Regions from separate parts of the Sus scrofa genome. Here region 2 is linked to region 1. A link is a contact called in public HiChIP or PLAC-seq data. All regions are on one chromosome and are shown on one strand. The core of a region is the stretch at or near the end of the contact, and the rest is flanking DNA. Distances in the headings are between cores, read along the strand shown.

Region 1 (5,703 bases), core at 1,059-3,558:
TGTGAAGGCTCCCCCAAAGGGACCCCCAGCTGGGTGACAGGCACAAATTCAGTAACCCTCTCTGGACCTGAGCCTTCTCTCCATCCCTTCTGTTCAGTTACTGCCCAGACACCAAAAGCTCCTTCAGCCTTGCCCACAACTATTCCAGAAGTCTTTTTGCACACAGTGGGTGCTTGATGAAGTGACAAAAAAATAGAAAAAAGAAAAAAAAAAAAAGGCAGGGAATGAGATACACGGAGAACTGGATTATAGTCCTGACTGATTTGCAAAGATGCTGGGCAGTCCTTTTCCTATCTAGGCTTAAATTTCCTCATCTATCTCATCTATAGAAGTGAAGACTCCTCCCAGAAATATAATTCTCCAGCATTCTAAAATACTTGTGCTGAAGGGAACAACAGGATTAGAAGGGACAGCTGGGAGCTAAAGTATGTGTGAGGGAGGGAGAGGGACACTCTAAAAGGGAGACAAACTTGAACTCCACCTCTTCCAGTAACTCTTCTATTTTGTTAGTTCTTCCAGAACTGACCCCTCCCCCACCCTATACGCTCCTTTTCCAGCATAACTAATCACAGTTGCTTCCACCTCCCAGCCAGCCTGGCCTCTCTCACTACCCTCCAGCCCACAGCTGTTGCCCCTTGTGAGGCCAGAAGCTGAGCTCCCATTCAGTGGGAAGGGGGAGAGAAGCTAGTGCAGGGAACTTCTAACATAGAGTCACGGAAATGAAGTATCCTGGCTGCCTAAGACTCCTGTCACAGTCCTGCTTCACTCTGCAAAATATGTCTTACTCTCAAATTAACGTTTCTCTTCTCAGGAGATAAAATATGTACCTTTCCTAAATCCTTCAAGACTCACTTTAGGCAGAGGTTTTACCTTTGGGAAGTCCTGGAGTTCTCTGGAATTCTGATGAACTGTCTGGACTCATTCCCCAAAAATCAGCATACTCATGAAATCTTGCATGAAATTTTAAGGGGTTCACAGACCCTCTTAGAATCACTGTTTAAGAATCCCTGACCTGGAGTTCCCACTGTGGCGCAGTGGGTTAAGAACCTCACTGCAGGGGTTTGGATCGCTGTGAAGTTCTATCCCGGGTGGGAGCAGTTGGTTCAAGGATCTGGTGTTGCCACAGCACAGGTCAGCTACTGCTGGGATTCAATCCCTGGCCCATGGAACTTCCATGTGCTGCGGGTGTGACCATTAAAAACAAACAAACAGCCTTGACCTACTCAAAATTACATCTGGCACAGAGTAGATGCTCAGTCATTTGCTGAATTACTGAAGGAATCAATTTGTATCCTAAGAGGAAAAGGGAAGCAACCACGATGAACTGGATACAAATTATCTTTTCACATCAGCACCAGAGAAGTACAGTTCCAGAAATGTGAAGACCAGAAAAAATAAGAGTCATACAGTAAAGTCAAGATTTTAATCCATGTCTATCTAAGGTGGTCTCTTTGTGCAGGTCAATCCTTCAATACTTCTCTTAAGTGACTGTCATTCATATGATTCTCAAAGTTCTACAAAAGGGCAAAGTAAAGCTTCTCTAAACTCCTCCAAGGAGAACTGAAATAACTTGAAATCATATTCTCTGGAATTGTGATAGGCCTCCTAGTTAGGGCTCCAGAATTGCAAAAATGCAAACCCCACAATACAAAGCAAGCCTTTCAACTACAATCACGTTTGCATAAAGCCTCATGGTTCACAAAAACCGGATTGGGTGCTACAATCCTGTCTCACAGGTTAAGAAAGAGACATGAAAGCGTGGCCTAATAAGTAGCAAGGTGGAACACTTCGCCCGAATTTCTTGTTTTAGCACTTCCCCAGATCGGACGAGGGAGACTTCCCCTTCCCATGAGTTTACTCGATGACAGCGAGCGAGAGGCCAGGAAGAAGCCAGCAAAAGAAGCAAAGTCCTCTCGCTGCAGACCCGCGAGTGGGGCAGAATCCCGGCAGCGGGAAGGCCAGGTTCCCAGGCCCCATTCCACCCCTGCTCCCTTCCTCGGATCCGCTTGGATGCTCCCCATCCGGACCCCATCCCTTCAAATGACCTGGCCAGTCCTTTTCCTTCCCGCCCCGCCCCCAACCTCCCAGGCAGAACTTGCACCCCGCAGCTCACCGTGGTCGGGTACCGCTCCCTCTGCCACGCCTGTCAAAGATCGGCAAACATCCGGCTCCGAGGTGGAACGGGAACCGCCCCCTCCCTGTCTCTTCACTCCCAACCACTTCCGCCACACCTCCAACCCACTTCCGACCCGCTGCCCGGTCCAAACATGGCCTTTCCAGGATCCCCGCCCACTTCCTGTACGTGCTGCTCACGTGCCTCCTTGGCTGCGGTGGAGTAGAACCGTCCGATTCGTCCCTCCCAAAAGGAGGCCCTGGAACAGTTAGTTCCGATGTTCCGGGTACTCGAATCTCTGGTGGACCTCCGGAATCCTTAGCTCGTATTCTTCTCGGACAGAGATTCGCCTCACCAGAATTCCCAAACTCCTGGTCTTGTGCACCAGTTAAGGCTGACTCTTACGATTCGTTCCCGAGAGGAAATTTGGGTGTCAATGACTGTTTCCGGGAGGAGCCTAGAAGGTGACACTCACTTCCGGCGGAGGGAGGCTTTTCGATCCGGGATGGAGGAGGCGGAGGAGCTTCTCTCGGCGAAGGGAAGACTGCAGTTCGGTGAGCGGCCTGCGGTGTCTCCGACCCTCGGCTCAGATATTCCTGACGTTCTCTGGTCAACTCTTATCCCCCGACCCTTTTCCTCCCGAGCCTGGCATCCTCCTCCGGTGCCCTCAAAATCTCGGGGGCTTCTTTTAAGAGCCCTCGAAGTCCCTCAGGTCTTTTCGGGGCCCCTTAGAGTCTTTATATATCTCTCAGACTCTTGAGGCCTAGCTGGACCTAGGGTTTTCTCCCTCATCTTTCCCCACCCCACTACCTCTTGGGCGGCTTCCTCACTTCTTCACTGTCTTCCTCTCTCGCTGCAGTCCCCGGCCCACGCCTGGACCCGGACTCAGGATGGAGCCCTTCCGGAGAAGGCTGTGCACAGGGACCCAAAGATTTCCCAGCCAGACCGACCCGAGCCATCCTCGCTCTAAAGAGCCTCCCCCGGGGCTTGGCCCTAGGTCCCTCACTGACCGAGGAACAGCGCTTGGGGGTCTGGTGTGTCGGGGAACCCTTGCAGCCGGGACTGCTCTGGGGACCACTGGAAGAGGAGTCTGTCTCTAAGCAGAAGGGTGATGCAGCGGAAAGAGAGCAAAAAGAGGTATTAAGGGATCGGGCATCTCCCTTCCATGATTGAAAATTTAGTTCAGACATTTCTTGTTAGAAGATGCAGAGTATTTAAAGGGATAGGAGATGGTTTGGCCCCCTTCTGTCCAGGACTGTCTTTTCTCCTTCCTTGCAGTAATTAAGAGGTGCAAAAAATTGTTAAAAGCTGAATTAGTAGAGTGTTAGCAGTTACAAAAGTCAAGAACAAAGGTTTTGGGAATTAAAAAGCCCCTGGGATCAAATCTCAGCTTTGTCACTTAGCTGGTCAGATGGCATGTAAAATAAAGGAATGGCTCTTTATTTTAATCCTCCAGGATTATTTGGAGGGAAAGGTGAAACAGCACAGGTAAAAGATTTCATTGCATAACTCCTGAAAAAATTTTAAATTTGAGGTACCTCTTACTTCTGTTTGGTACTCATTGAAAGGAAGTAATATGTTCAATTCAGTAATTTTTCACACTTTGGGAGGGAGGTGTGGGGACAATTTTTTTTTTTTTGGCCTTTACTGAAGGAAAATTCAGACAGTGCAGTCTACAGAGAGGCAGAACCAGAGACCATTAACCTTCCAGGGGGCTTCATCTTAGGTCTGTGTTGGGAGCAATTTCATCAGGTGTTTTTTTTTTTTTTTTCTTTTACGGCCACACCTGTAGCAAATGGAAGTTCCCAGGCCAGGGGTTGAATCTGAGATGGAGCTGGGGCCTATGATACAGCCACAGCAATGGCAGCCCTGGATCCAAGTCCCATCTGCAAACTACGCAGCAGATTACCGCAACGCTGGATCCTTAAACCACTGAGCAAGGCCAGGGACCGAATCCTCATCTTTCAGAGACAATGTTGGGTCCTTAACCTGCTGAGCCACAATGGAAACTCCTTATATCAGGTTTTGTTTGTTTTGCCCTCAAACACATGAGAGAAGGACTTTTATTGGTTTATTTCAGGACGTGTCACTAGACCCATGGGGAGATGTGTGTGCTTGTGAGCAGAGTTCAGGCTGGATGAGGTAAGTTACAACAGAGTATGTTATGAAGATGCTCCCTTGAGGCTTTGTTTTGTGGCCTGGGTTGGAACCAGAGCTAACTGTAATTCCCCACCCAAGGGCCTTTTGCAGTGTGTGTTCAAAAGGCATAAGATCCGTTAAGACTCAGACTGCCCAGGAGCAGGGGCTTTTAGGCAGGGCCACTTGCTTCAAGAGGGTCTCCTGAGCCAGCTCTTGCTCTGCTTTGCAGTTTGGTGCAGCGGGGCAAGCTGGAGGGTGAGGGAAACGTGGCTCCCGTGTGGATCAGCGAGAGGCTCCACCTACAGGTGTACCGGGTTGTGCTGCCAGGTTTCGAGCTGCGGCTGTGGCCCCGGCCTCCCGCTGAGGGCCTGAGCCCCAACCAGTCCAGACTAGAGGAGGAGGCAAGCATGGCTGGGGTGACAGAAATGGAGTCTGTTGTACAACAGGAAGTAGCCACAGAGGAAGATGCAACAGAACCTTGCACAGGTATGTGTCAAATAAATGCTGACTTCCCAAATTATCACCTGTTGATTAGACAAAACAAAGCTTATGGCTCAAGAAAGGAAGGGAGAACAGTATTCTGAGGAGGAAAGGAAAGGCCTGGATATTTATTGAAATTTTGAAGGCTGGTATAAGATGGATTTTTCAGTGTGGCATGGGAGTGGGGCTTGATTAGGATTGAGTGAGAATCATGCCGTAATTCTTAGGATTCGTGGACACAGCGAGACTAGAATTTTTAGGGAAGAAGTTCAGAAAATTTTGGGGTATAAAATACCATTTGATGCTTTTTACTGAAGAACAGCGGGTCTTAGGATGAACAACATAGTTGACTCTTGAACAACACAGGGGTTAGGGACACCAGCCCTCTGGGCTGTCACAACTCCTGAGTGTGACTTGGAGTTGGCCCTTCACATCCAAGGTTCTATATCCATGGGCCCCATCTATAGATTCAACAGACCATGGTTGTAGAGTGCTGGGCTATTTCCTGTTGGGAAAAAACCCATATATAAGTGGACCCATGCAGTTCAAGCCTATGTTGGTTTAAGGGTAAACTGTATAGATATTTGCAAGTTGTATCTTCCTGAGTTGTTTCAAGGAATAAGAAGCCCGCATTGTGGAAGACAGCAAGCTAGAAATAAGGTTTCCAGTTTGTGTTCTTCTGTCTGGGCTGGGGCTGGGGGTTCTTTTATTTTCAGATGAGCTAAAGTGAGGAGGTGGTGGTCTCAGCTCATCCTGAGTGCATGTCTCCAGAGGGAGGGAGAATACGGGTCCTCTGGGATGGTCTTTCTCCAGGGATTATCCACATCGTTCAGAGTGCTGTGGTCTCCCGGGCAGCCTCCTCAGAAGGTACCTGAGACTGGACAGGAAGATAAAGGGAGTGTGTGGCTCATGTGCCGGGGGAGACGGCTGTCACTGTTCCCATGCAATTCAGGGGTTGAGGAGGAAGAGTC
Region 2 (5,703 bases), core at 2,156-4,655, 790 kb before region 1:
GATCTGGCGTTGCCATGAGCTGTCGTGTAGGTCACAAATGCGGTTCAGATCCAGCATTGCTATGGCTGTGGCTCTGGCTGTGGTGTAGGCTGGTGGCTACAGCTCTGATTCGATCGCTAGCCTGGGAATCTCCATATGCTGCAAGTGCAGCCCTAAAAAAGAAAAGCAAAAAAAAAAAAAAAAAAAAAAAAAAGTGGGAAACAGAGAGCTCAATTAGTTTATCCAAGGTCACACAGGTAAAAGCAGGACCAGACTTTGAACACAGCCACTCCAAATATGCAAGACCTTAGGCTTAATCATTATACCACACTGCCGCTCAAAATAGCCTAATAAGATAGAAAGAGATAAATGACAACCATTCAGCAAATATTTATTAAGCATCTACTACATGTCAGGTACCAAACTAGGGGCTGGGAATACACTGATGAGCAAGATAAACACAGTCTCTGCCCTCATGGAGTTCAAGGTCTATAGAGAAAGCATCATGGGCATTCAGAGAAGAAAAAGAGAATATGCATCTTTGAGGTTGTAAGGAAGAACCATCTCCTTCCACTCTCTGTTCCATTCCCAGTGATAGGGATGGAGTAGGCTAGTTACACAGGTAGTTGTCGAAGTCCCATAGGGGACCGCAGATAGAGAGGGAAACCTAGGGGACTTTGGGAGACCACTGTTAGTTAATCATCGCTCAAGAAAGCCGTCAGAACACCATGGAACAAAGCAGGCTTGCTTCACGATAAAACATACATACAAACATGTGATATGGCTCCAAAACCATACATACAAATATGTGATATGGCTCCAGTCATTAAGTGAAAGATAAAATGAGGTCCGCGTTCAAGTTCAGCAAGCTCATGATCCGTAGGACCAAGGACAGGAATTTAAGGGAAAGATGAGATTTCAAAGCAGGAGACCCTCATTATGCAGAAACCAGAGATGATTCAACATATTTTAGCATCTGTTACCACCCTTCTGCTGATGTGAAGAAAAATCAGCACCATGAAAGTCCTCGTGTGACCTCATAGGGTCAAACACTCTCTTACCCAATAGGAAGGAGGAGCTATGACGTAAGCCTGACGTCTACCTGAAGAATGAGGAAGAAGCGCATTTCCCCTCTCCCTCCACTTTCCTTGGATTATAAAAATATAGCCCATCTAATCCTCGGGGCTGAGCCTCCTCACCTGCCCACTTGTATCCCTCACAAGTGTCCTATCTCAATAAAGCTATTTCTTACCTATCCATTTGTCTCACAGAAATCCTTCTGCACTGAGGCACAAAGAACCTGAGTCTCACTAAGTCTAGATACCAGGTCAGTGGTTCTAATTTTTTTTGAAAAAGTGGGTTCAAGTTCCAATCTGGGTTTAGGCTGGATTCCAGTCAGAGGTGTTTGGGTTTCTTTTGGAGAGAGTATTCAAAACTAAGAACAGGATCAGGACTGAGATAGGCCATTAAAGTTCCTGCCAACCTGAGATTCTAGCCCCTGTTCAATTTTTACCCAAATGATCCTTGAACATTAAGGGTCAAGCACTGAGCTAGACCCTGGAAATACAGCTGTAGACAAGCCACAGTCCTAGCCCTCCAGGGTGTTTTAATCTAATGAGGCAGACAGACAGATAAGAAATTCCACTACCATACATTAAGGTCAGTGTTAATAAGAAGCAGTTCCCTGGTGGCTGAGCGGGTAAGATCTGGCGTCACTGGTGTGGCTCTGGTTATTGCTGTGGCGTGGGTTTGACCCCTGGCCTGGGAACTTCCGTATAAACAAAAATAATTTTAAGAAATTAAGAAGCACAGAATGAGATGGGGCACTATGAAGGCTGGGAGCAGACAGCAAGTGACATCTACACTGAGCAGTGACATAGGACAAACTGAAGTTAGAAGGTGTGTGGGGGGGGTGTTCAGGGTGTGATCCAGGTTGGAGGGAACAGTTTGTGCAAAGCCCTGGCAATGAGAGCGCCTAGGATTGTAACAACACTGTGGTTTAGACAGTTGTGCCAATTAGTGCCACTCACTTGCGGATTAAATTGCTAACTTCCTTCATTGCTCATTCCCAAATTCAGGAAGGGTGCCACCTAGAGCCAAATTGAGACGGCCTCTCCATTTGATAATGCCAAAGCTCCAGGCTAGCTTAGCCCACCATCAACACATCAGTGGGGGTGTTTACAGGCTTCTCCTATCATTCACTCATTCAGTCAATCAGCAAGCCCTGTGCTCGACTCCAGAAGAGGGCTCCACCTGGCTCTCTTGGGGACGCGTGGGGAATATCCTCCACATCTCTGAACCCCACACAGACTCCAGTTCAGTCCTTTACACTCAGAGTTACCCCTAAGTCTATGACAGAACTAAAAGAAAAATTCATGTGATGGCTTTTTTTTTTCCCTCTTGCTTTTTAGAGCATATCTGCAGAGTTTGGAGGTTCCCAGGCTAGGAGCTGAATCGGATCTACTGCTAGCCACAGCAACTCAGGATCTGAGCCGCGTCTGCAGCCTACATCACAGTTCACAGCAACACCAGATCTTAACCCACTGAGCAAGCCCAGGGATCAAACCCTCATCCTCTTGGATACTAGTCGGGTTCATTACCGCTGAGCCACAAACTGGGAATTCCAATGATGACCTAATTACAATCTCAACCCACATTCTCCACAATTCCAGTCCCTAATCCCAACCCCTCTACTGCAGCACATCAGGGCCCACACTTTGGACTCTACTACTTGTAAATGCCAAGTTGCTCAACGCTGACAGAGGTGTAGTATTGTGGATAAAAGCAGAAACTTCAGATTCTGAATAATCCTGGTAGAAGTATTAGCTGTATGATATTGAGCATGTTACTCAACCTGCAGCAGCCTCGGTTTTCTTTGTCGGTAAAATGAAAACAGCTCTTTCACTAGGGTTTGTTGAAAGAATGCAACTCGTCTGAGTTTACAGCAGTAAAGGAGACAGCAGCGTAAGGGTATTATCACGTTGGTTGGCATCTAATGGAAGCTGTATTAGAATGCTGTAATGATGTATGTATAGAGTGTGGTAGATGATTATATTGATGACGAAGATGATGTAGGACAGCCGGTGGTCTGTCCTTTTAAGTCATTTGCTGGAGTCACAGCAACCCTCGCCAGCCCACACAGCTTCCAGCGCCAGGCCCTAAAAAAGGAAGCTGAGCTCCGCCGTTCCTCGGACTTGGTCCACGCCCAGACCTCCTTGGGGACCGCCAGCCTGCGTCACTAGCCCAGCCCTCCGGCTCCTCCCGGCAGGGCCCACACATGGTGGGAACGTGAGGAGGCGGGGCCAGACATGGTGCCTCTAACCAATCGCCCGGCAGGAGGCGCCCAGCCAATAGCAGAGGCGCTCCAGGGCCTGAGGGCGGGGCTCCAAAGAGTAGCGGCGCGTCATAGGTCACTGGGCCAGCTGGGGGCCGGGCTCGCGGCGCCGACGGGGGCGGAGCGGCCGCAGTCAGAGCAGTCCAGGCAATGATGGCGGCGGCTGTGGCGACCGCTGCGGCGTCCTCCCCGGCTCCCGCTGCCGGCGCGGAAGGCGCCTCTTCGGTGCACTGGTTCCGCAAGGGGCTGCGGCTCCACGACAACCCGGCGCTGCTGGCGGCGGTTCGCGGGGCGCACTGCGTGCGCTGTGTTTACATCCTCGACCCTTGGTTCGCGGCCTCCTCTTCAGTCGGGATCAACCGGTGGAGGTGAGGGGGCCCCGGGCGGGTTTGCGGGTCCGGGGAGCGCAGTCTAGCCTCTGAGGCACGTACCCTAAGAGGGGGGAGGCTCTGGCCCCAGTCCCCTCTGCTGAAAGCCCCCGACCTGAAAGAGATGGGGCAGGGAGGCGCAGCTGAGTCTCCAGTGGGGAGAAGCCGCGACGTGGGTAGCAATTAGTCCCATAGTTAGGGCTTGGGTGGGCCAGGGCTCAACCTCTGGCACGGCGCGTTCTCACTGTGTTATCCCTTTTGGTCCTCACGACGTCCCCGTGAAACAAAAATCATGATCCTCATTGTACCGATGAGACTCTGGAGTCTTAGAGATACAAAGTTGACCTGCCCAAGGACTTGCAGCCGGCGAGTGGCAGAACAGGGACTCCTGGTCTAGGGTTCTTAGGGTTGTGCTCAGGGAGGGGAGGACGGGAGCTATTGCGGTATGAGGGCCGGGACAGGTTTCTGAAATAGCACGGCAGACACCTGCATTCTTCAAGAGCGCTCCTGAAGGTCGTCTTAAGCTTAAGCCTCTGGTTTGTGTGAATTCATTTTTTCACCTATCCTGTCTTCCTTCCACCAAGATCATCCAGTCTCTGGAGGTGTCTAGAGACTCTGACTTAGCATTAGGTAGGGCAGGTGCCTTTGCTCCTTTATTGTAAATAAAAGAACATGCTCTCAAGGGCACGTTCATTGAGAGGCACTCTGTGTCCTGGGCTAGAGAGCAGACAGCAGTACTTAACCTATTTTGGAGAATTCCCTCAGCAGCTATGGGCTTGCTAAGGAAAAAAGCAGGAGGGGGGAGGAAGAAGAAAAAGAAACAAAGAGTCCCTTACTTCCTCCTCTTCTCTTGAGATTGATTTTAAAGGACAGTTGAGCCTGTAGATTAGACTCTTGTCAGCTGATGTGCTAAGATTTGGGAGCAGGCAAGCTGTGATACCAAGGGGCCCTCTTTGATGACTCCCAGGATCATGGGAAAAGTTTAACAGGTAGTTGATGTGTTTTCTCCATAACCAGTGTTTAAAACAAAGGTGTTCTGAGACATTGTGTACCCGTCTCTCTTTAACAAGTCTGGCAGTCGTCCTCTAGTTTGTTTGCATTGTTCTGGAGGTGTTTGCTTGTGGCCTTGTTGCACTGAGGGGCAGAGTTATTCCCAGGATACGCTGGCTCCCCATTCTTTCCTCTCCAAGGTGTGTGCCCTGCTAGGAGAGTGAGTGCTTCTAGCAGTGGGTCTATTAAATGCCCCCCTCCTGCCCCATTTATATGGAGGGAACAGCTAAAGATAGTTCTGTGGAGAGCCTGCCCACACAGTTTTCAGTCTGCTCTATTACTCGGCCCTTGCTCCAGTTTCTCTAGATAGGAGGTTGGGCTGACAAACATCCTCAAATGACCAGCCATCCCTAGTGTGGACTTAGCTTGGACTAAGCCTCAGACTTTGCCCCTCTCCTGATGGCAGTGTGCCAGTCAGAGCAGAGTAATTAGACTCCAGACTACTTGTTTGTTACATTGTCAAGGAGTTTCTTCTTTTATGGGATTTGAGGAATGTGGCATAAAATTGCCTGTTCCTTTGCAGTAGTGGAGATTAAAAATCAACAACAGGTGGTCCCATTGTGGCTCGGTGGTTAAGGATCCCTGGCTTCGCTCAGTGGGTTGAGGATCCAGCATTGCCGTCAGCTGTGGTGTAGGTCACAGATGCGGCTCGGATCTGGCATTGCTGTGGCTATGGCTTAGGCTGGCAGTTACAGCTCCTATTTGACCCCTAGCCTGGGAACCTCCAAATGCCGCAAGCGTGGCCCTAAAAAGACAAAAAAAAAAAAACCAACAACAAAACCTCTGTTGCTTATTAAACTCAGATTCTCTAGAAACTAGGTATTTAGAGATTTTTGTGGGTCACCCTTTTGTAATTGTGCTGTTGAGTGAGTAAAAGAAAAAGAATGTGGCAGCTCAGATGCCTATATCAAATCCTGAAGTCAGAGGCTGTGTAGGAATGCAGATGTTAATTGAGCGTTTAATGAGCACCTA

Evidence for each region. HiChIP or PLAC-seq counts read pairs in DNA pulled down with a chosen protein or histone mark.
Region 2: an H3K27ac HiChIP or PLAC-seq map of alveolar macrophages shows a contact between it and region 1, with 7 times the contacts expected there. The contact joins the promoter of CRY2 here to the promoter of ZNF408 in region 1. A contact is called at or near these places in 1 of 47 Hi-C or Micro-C datasets (liver) and 1 of 2 datasets of contacts at active chromatin or transcription factors (alveolar macrophages).

What each region holds. Positions count from the first base shown.
Region 1 is chr2:15,831,154-15,836,856 of Sscrofa11.1, reverse strand. ZNF408 (zinc finger protein 408) reads left to right here and starts at 2,308. Exons shown (of 5, transcript XM_003122824.6): 1 at 2,308-2,667; 2 at 2,973-3,250; 3 at 4,194-4,255; 4 at 4,482-4,738. The coding sequence starts at 2,550. ARHGAP1 (rho GTPase-activating protein 1) reads right to left here and starts at 2,572. Exons shown (of 13, transcript XM_003122825.5): 1 at 2,114-2,572.
Region 2 is chr2:16,618,082-16,623,784 of Sscrofa11.1, reverse strand. It overlaps CRY2 (cryptochrome-2), which reads left to right and starts at 3,405. Exons shown (of 12, transcript XM_021083144.1): 1 at 3,405-3,681. The coding sequence starts at 3,464.